Linked DNA regions of Ovis aries: region 1 is linked to region 2. Evidence: chromatin contacts called from public Hi-C data. All regions are on one chromosome and are shown on one strand. Each heading gives the region's core, a stretch centred on a gene start, on an enhancer-like site or on the middle of the called end of the contact. The rest is flanking DNA. Distances are from core to core; before and after follow the strand shown.

What was found. Hi-C and Micro-C count contacts between places; a contact is called where the count stands out from the background.
Region 1: a Hi-C map of muscle shows a contact between it and region 2, with 8 times the contacts expected there. The contact joins two enhancer-like sites. A contact is called at or near these places in 2 of 16 Hi-C or Micro-C datasets (liver and muscle).

What each region holds. Positions count from the first base shown.
Region 1 is chr1:33,885,210-33,888,170 of ARS-UI_Ramb_v3.0, forward strand. No RefSeq gene overlaps it. Among named protein-coding and RNA genes, the nearest start is that of FGGY, 160 kb to the right of the region's middle. Within about 2 kb of position 1,457, at least 4 of the 54 cell types and tissues checked have an H3K27ac peak or open chromatin away from gene starts, as enhancers often do. A contact at or near this core is called in muscle, where this site is marked.
Region 2 is chr1:33,629,181-33,631,880 of ARS-UI_Ramb_v3.0, forward strand. No RefSeq gene overlaps it. Among named protein-coding and RNA genes, the nearest start is that of TRNAG-CCC, 51 kb to the left of the region's middle. Within about 2 kb of position 1,306, at least 8 of the 54 cell types and tissues checked have an H3K27ac peak or open chromatin away from gene starts, as enhancers often do. A contact at or near this core is called in muscle, where this site is marked.

The sequences.
Region 1 (2,961 bases), core at 207-2,706, 260 kb after region 2:
ACCTCCTTGATGAGGCCTAACTGCACTTTGTACCTCTGCTTTCAGAGCACGTAGCACCCTGAAATGACATCTGTCTCTTTCTGGAGTCTGTGAATGGCGAGTTCTTCAAGGTCTGAGGCTGTAACATGTATTTCATTGCTCCTAGCTTTTGGTACTGGGGAGCTGTTTAGAAAACAGATGTTGCTACAAGCTAGACCAGGGCTTCTCATACCCTGGGCTATGTGCAGCAGAATGCCTGGGTGCTCGTTCAAAATGCAGACTCCCAGATCTGCATCAAACCTGCTGCACTGACTCTTGTAAGAGGGGCTCTAGTTTAATCAATTGCCCAGGTGATTCCAATGGGTATCAATCTTTGCAAGCTATCTTTGTGTTCCCAGTGCCTAGTACCATGCCTGGCACACAGTTACTACTCAGTAAATACCTGCTGAATGAATGAATGAATAAGTGAGTGAATGAATGAATATTTTTAGACTGTTCTGGGTACACGAGAGTCAGTTTGCTCTTTTGGCTAATGGGACATCCAGGTCTGGCTCCAGAGTCAGATAAGCAGATATCCCTCGAGGTTAGGTCCAGGTGGGACTCAATGCCCCCATTGCCCCTTAAGTGTGCTGGCTTTCTGGAGGAGCTGGCTGAGCCAGTAGAAGGGAGAGACTTGGCAGTTGTAAAGTTAGTGCATTTTCTCCCCCTCTTCCCATCCCCACCTCCCACTCGTCTCCCTTCCCCCAAGCATCCTGTCACATCCCAGATCAGAACCATTCTGGAAGCAGTATTTGCTAGTTTGACATTTCAAAATAGCATCGAGGAGGCTAAAGATAGCTAGGTTACCAGGGAGGTTAACAGCTTGCCAAATGACGCTGAGCAAATTTGGTCTTCTCCGCGATGTCCGAAGAGTTCTTTGATGTTTTCCCTCTATTTGGAGGAGTAGAGCATTGGATGGAGGGAGGATACTGAGCCAAGAGCCAAAGGGCACAACCTCTGTGGCTGGGAATTCAGTGAATGGTAAAGGAGTGTGCATTTCAGAGGTCAGCTTTCACCAGCTGTCCAGGACAGCAAGGCAGACACGGTAAGAGCCTGCTTGCCCGGCTGCCTGTGTGTGGCCCTGTGTCTACCTACGCATCTGGTTTCCACCGAGACCAGCACAACCATGAGGAAACAATTTGTCCATGTGAGATAGTAAAATTTTTAAAATGTCACTAGCCTTTTACTTCCTTTTCATTTCTTCCTGGTTCATCCCCATTTTAACTAAATTGCCCCAAGCCAGAACTATGTGACTATGGATGTGGAAGGTGGGGGCCAAGACCCTGGTGACTATGAGGAGACACTGTGTTCCCTGGGGATCAAGTACCCGCTCAGCATGTCCAAATAATAATACCTACCATTTACAGACCATTTGCTGTTCGCCAAGCTCTCTGCTAAGCTTCTGACATCCTTTAACCTCATTTATTCTCACAGGAGCTCTGTGCCTTAGGTATAGGATGGCCTCCTTCCCAGGTGGCACTAATGGTAAAGACCCACCTGCCAATGCAGGAGACATAGAGTGGAGGATTTGATCCCCGGGTCAGGAAGACCCCCTGAAGAAAGGCATGGTAAGCCACTCCAGTATTCTTGCCTGGAGAAGCCCATGGACAGAGGAGCCTGGCGGGCTACAGTCCTTAGGACTTCAAAGAGTCAGACACGACTGAAGCGACTTAGTATGCGTGACTTAGCACGCATACACCATATAAACGAAAGCCTGAGAGTCAGGGAAGCTAAGAACTTGCTTCTGGGACCGCAGCCAGTGCTGTAGAGTTGAGACTCCAAAGCAGGTGCGTCTGACTCCAAAGACAGCTCTCCTCCCAACCATGTTACATCGGCTCCTTTTACAGAAACAGACAAGGTCCATCTTCCCCCGCATGCCCTGCATTGAATCTATCCCAGGAATCAAACCACCTTCAAAGGGCAAACGGGTGCCCCTTGCGATGAGCAGGTTGCCAGGATGGACACTCACGCTCGGTGACTCAGCAGCACAGTCCACTTGTCTGACCTTTTCGCATGTCACAGATATCTAATGAAAGGGCTAGCCCTGCTCGCATCCTGCAGCCCTAGGGGCAACCTGAGTCACAAGAGACGGACTGAATGTCAGAGTTGAAGTGAGTGTCTCTGCCTCATCCTCTCTAAATGTGGCTGCAGCTGCCCATTCAGTGGTGGCTGAGCTGTCACGGCCAGCACAGGCTGGCAGAGAACAGGAGGGCTGCCTGCGGGGGCAGGATGCTGGTCATCTGGCTAAAAAAGGGGGGTGGGGTGGGGTGGGTGAGGCCGCCCAATTATGCCTGGCTTTGCTTCCAAGCTCTATAATCGGATTCAGGTGCTTCCAAAAGCTCCTGCCTCTGCCGAGCAAATTCAGTTAAGGGCAGGGGGAGGGCGCGCTAATGGTTTCCACATTGGGAGCCTCTGCAGAGAGGGCTCTCAAGCGTGGGGGCAAGGAATCTGACCTTGTAGAGCCCTGCTCGAAGGAATGCAAATGTGTTCATTAAGCACCTCTTACGAGTGAGGGTCTTAGGTTTTGTAGGCTGGACGCTGAGAATATGATAAACAAGCAATCACAGATGTAGCCTGCCCGGAGCTTGCTTACAGCTGGTGGGAGAGACAGAAAATGGACCAGAAAATTATGATACAAAGTGAAGAAGCCTGCAGGTCCTGTGGAGCACAGAGAAGACCACCTACCCAGATTTAGGGCTTCAGGGCAACGACTGGCTCCCTGTTGAGTGGCTGAAGAGGAGTTCACTGGGGAATCTGAGGGTTCTGGGGGCAGAAAAACAGCGCAGGAGAACACGAGTTGGGGGAGGTATAGAGCTGGCCAGAGCATCGGTGGAATAGCACAGAGTGTAAAGAGCTAAGTTAAGAATACGGAGAAGTTGGTAAAAACTTTAGGCCTTGTAACTCAGCAAGGAGAAGGCCAGAGGTCGAATACGATCTGTTTAG
Region 2 (2,700 bases), core at 56-2,555:
ACACTTGGTCAAAAGTACAGCTGTGGGGAGGAAGAGGAGGAGGAAGGAAAAGGGCTGGGAGCGGAAGTGGGAAACAGAAGGGGCAGAGGAGGATAGAGGAGGGAGGAGAAGGAAGCATGGTGGGAGTTTATCCTGCTCTGAACAATCCCTGAACCTCTTTCAGCTCCTAGAGGAGAAGTCCAGCCTGCCCAAGGGACAGAGGAGGTTGGCACTTCTGAGGAACCTAGAGGCCTTGTCATCTTCGCACCCACGTCTCAGGGAAGCTTGGGTGAGGGCTGGGCTGTTTGAGGCCAGCTTCCCACCAGCTCTGCCAGCTTGGGATCAGATCCTGGGAAGACCGGCTTGCCTGGGTCAGGTCCAGCTGCACTGGGTCTGGATGACGATGCGTCTGAAGAGCCAGTGTGGATGGGATACAAATGTACAGCCTGTCTGGGAAGCTGCAGGACTGTGACTCGGAGAAAGCACTTCCAATATCTGCAGTGAGACTCTTGAGCCATAGAGGGACAGGGGCACATGGCTGGGTGAGAAGGAATAAACACTTAATTTCAAAGAAAGCATAGCTAGAGGGGAGGTTTATATAGACTTGAGGTGAAAGAACCATGAACTATAAGAATAAAGGAAAGCATGCTTGGTGAAGACCTGACTTTGTGCTGGACACTGTGTTAAAGAGCTGGAGGTATGGAATTATTACCAATGGTCTTAGTACATACCCACAGTGTCCACCCTACTCATTTAATACCACCAGTATCGCCTGAGGGGGCCTAGGTATCCTCTGCTAGTCACGGAGGAAGCTCAGACATTCAGTCAGTGACTGGGGAGCCCCACTATCTGAGCCCTCCACACTGTAGCTGCAGAAAGAGGGGCTGAGACGGGAGTGACATGTCACAGTTCAGAGACCCTCGAGTACATGGTAACAGCTGGAGTCATACTCCGTGGCCTCTTTATCTGCTACACACAACTTCTTAGAAGTTCTCAGGTCCAGGACAGCAAGGCTCAGAAACCATTATTCCAGAAGAGCAATGTCCATTTGTAGGGCCCATCACCAGCTGCCAGCCCCATCTTCCCAATTGATCCAGCTTCTTGGTTTCTCCAGTGCGGGAGGGGTTCAACACCATGGGCTGCAGCTCTGCTCCACCAACTCCCAGGGCAGTAAAGGCAGTGCACCCACAGGCCGGGGGAACCCACCTGTGACCGAGAGGACGGGAGCGGGGCAGCCAGGAGGGGAAAGGAAGGGCTAGAGCCGGCGGCAGGTGGGGCCGGCGGCCAGGACTCCCCACACCCGCCTTAGAGAGAGGGAAGGCTCTGGGGACTGGCTTCCTTGTAAACAGTGCAGCCAACTCTAAAAATACTCTTGCCCTAGACAGGCACCCTGAGCTCCTTGGGTCTCCTCCAGCACCTTCAAGGGCCTCAGCCCGTTCCCTGAAAGGTCAAGGGGATGGGAGGAAAGTTCACTTGTAAAGAATAGGATTTCCTTAGCGAGGAGAGTATAACAATAATTCCTTCCTCTGCAAAACAGAAAGAGGACACTGCGGGTTTTAGCAACAACAACAACTACGACAAAAGGCAAGAAGCAGCTTCACCGGTTCCCTTGTTAGTTACTGGAGGCCCGGGCCCAGCTCAGGCCAGAGGCCTAGAAGTGCATTCACAGCCAAGGACCAGGGAGCCGGGAGAAGGGGCTGGGCGGGAAGCTCCAGCTGTTCCCTTATTAGGGGTGTGACCTGTGACTCAGCCACTCGATGCCTCAGTTTCCACATTTAGAAAAGGGAATATACAATAGTGTTTACTTCACTAGGGTGTGGAAAGGACTAAATGAGATGCTATATATAAGTCTCGTAGCACACCATGCTTGACATGTGGCAAACTCTGGGAAAATGCTCATTATTATGGCATATGGAAGGCTATAACTATGCCTGAATTCTAACTGAAATGTAGTTTAAAGGGAAACTGAGTCAGAAGACTGAAAGAGTGGTAGCAGATAAAAAGAGGTAGGAAGGGACAGAATCATAGAAAACTCAAATTTATATTTGATATATGGGAAACCTGAGACCCAGGGAGCAGAAAGGAATCATCCTAGGTCTGGCATTGCATTAACAGCTGCCTGTAGGTTTAATGTAAAATAACAGGGTGTGAGACCCCTAAAACCCTGGGTGACTGAAAGTCTGACCCAGTAGGAATTAGGAGAAAGAGGCCTTGCATTTATATGACATTTTAGTGTTGGGAGGCTTCCCTGGTGGCTCAGACAATAAAGAATCTGCCTGTAGTACAGGAGACCTGAGTTCGATCCCTGGGTTGGGAAGATCCCTTGGAGAAGGGAATGGTTACCCACTCCAGTATTCTTGCCTGGAGAATCCCACGGACAGAGGAGCCTGGCAGGCTAGTCCATGGACTCGCAGAGTTGGACACAACTGAGTGACTAACACATTCAGTTAGTGTTGGGAAGTCCTTTCCAAGGCAGACCCAGAACTCAGCAGATCCCCGACTGAGGGTGAACTCCATCAGGGGAGCGTGACGTGCAAGGACGTGGCCAAAGAGAACTCATTCTCAGGGCTGGTGGCTGTGATGATGGTGCCCTTGAACCCAAGGAGCATGGGGGCACAGGCAGGAAGAGCTTGGCTCTGCCCAAAGAAGAATCGTCTAACCTTGTGCTCTCCAGTGTGGTAGCCACTGGCTAAAGGTAGCCAAGGAGCACTTGAAATGTGG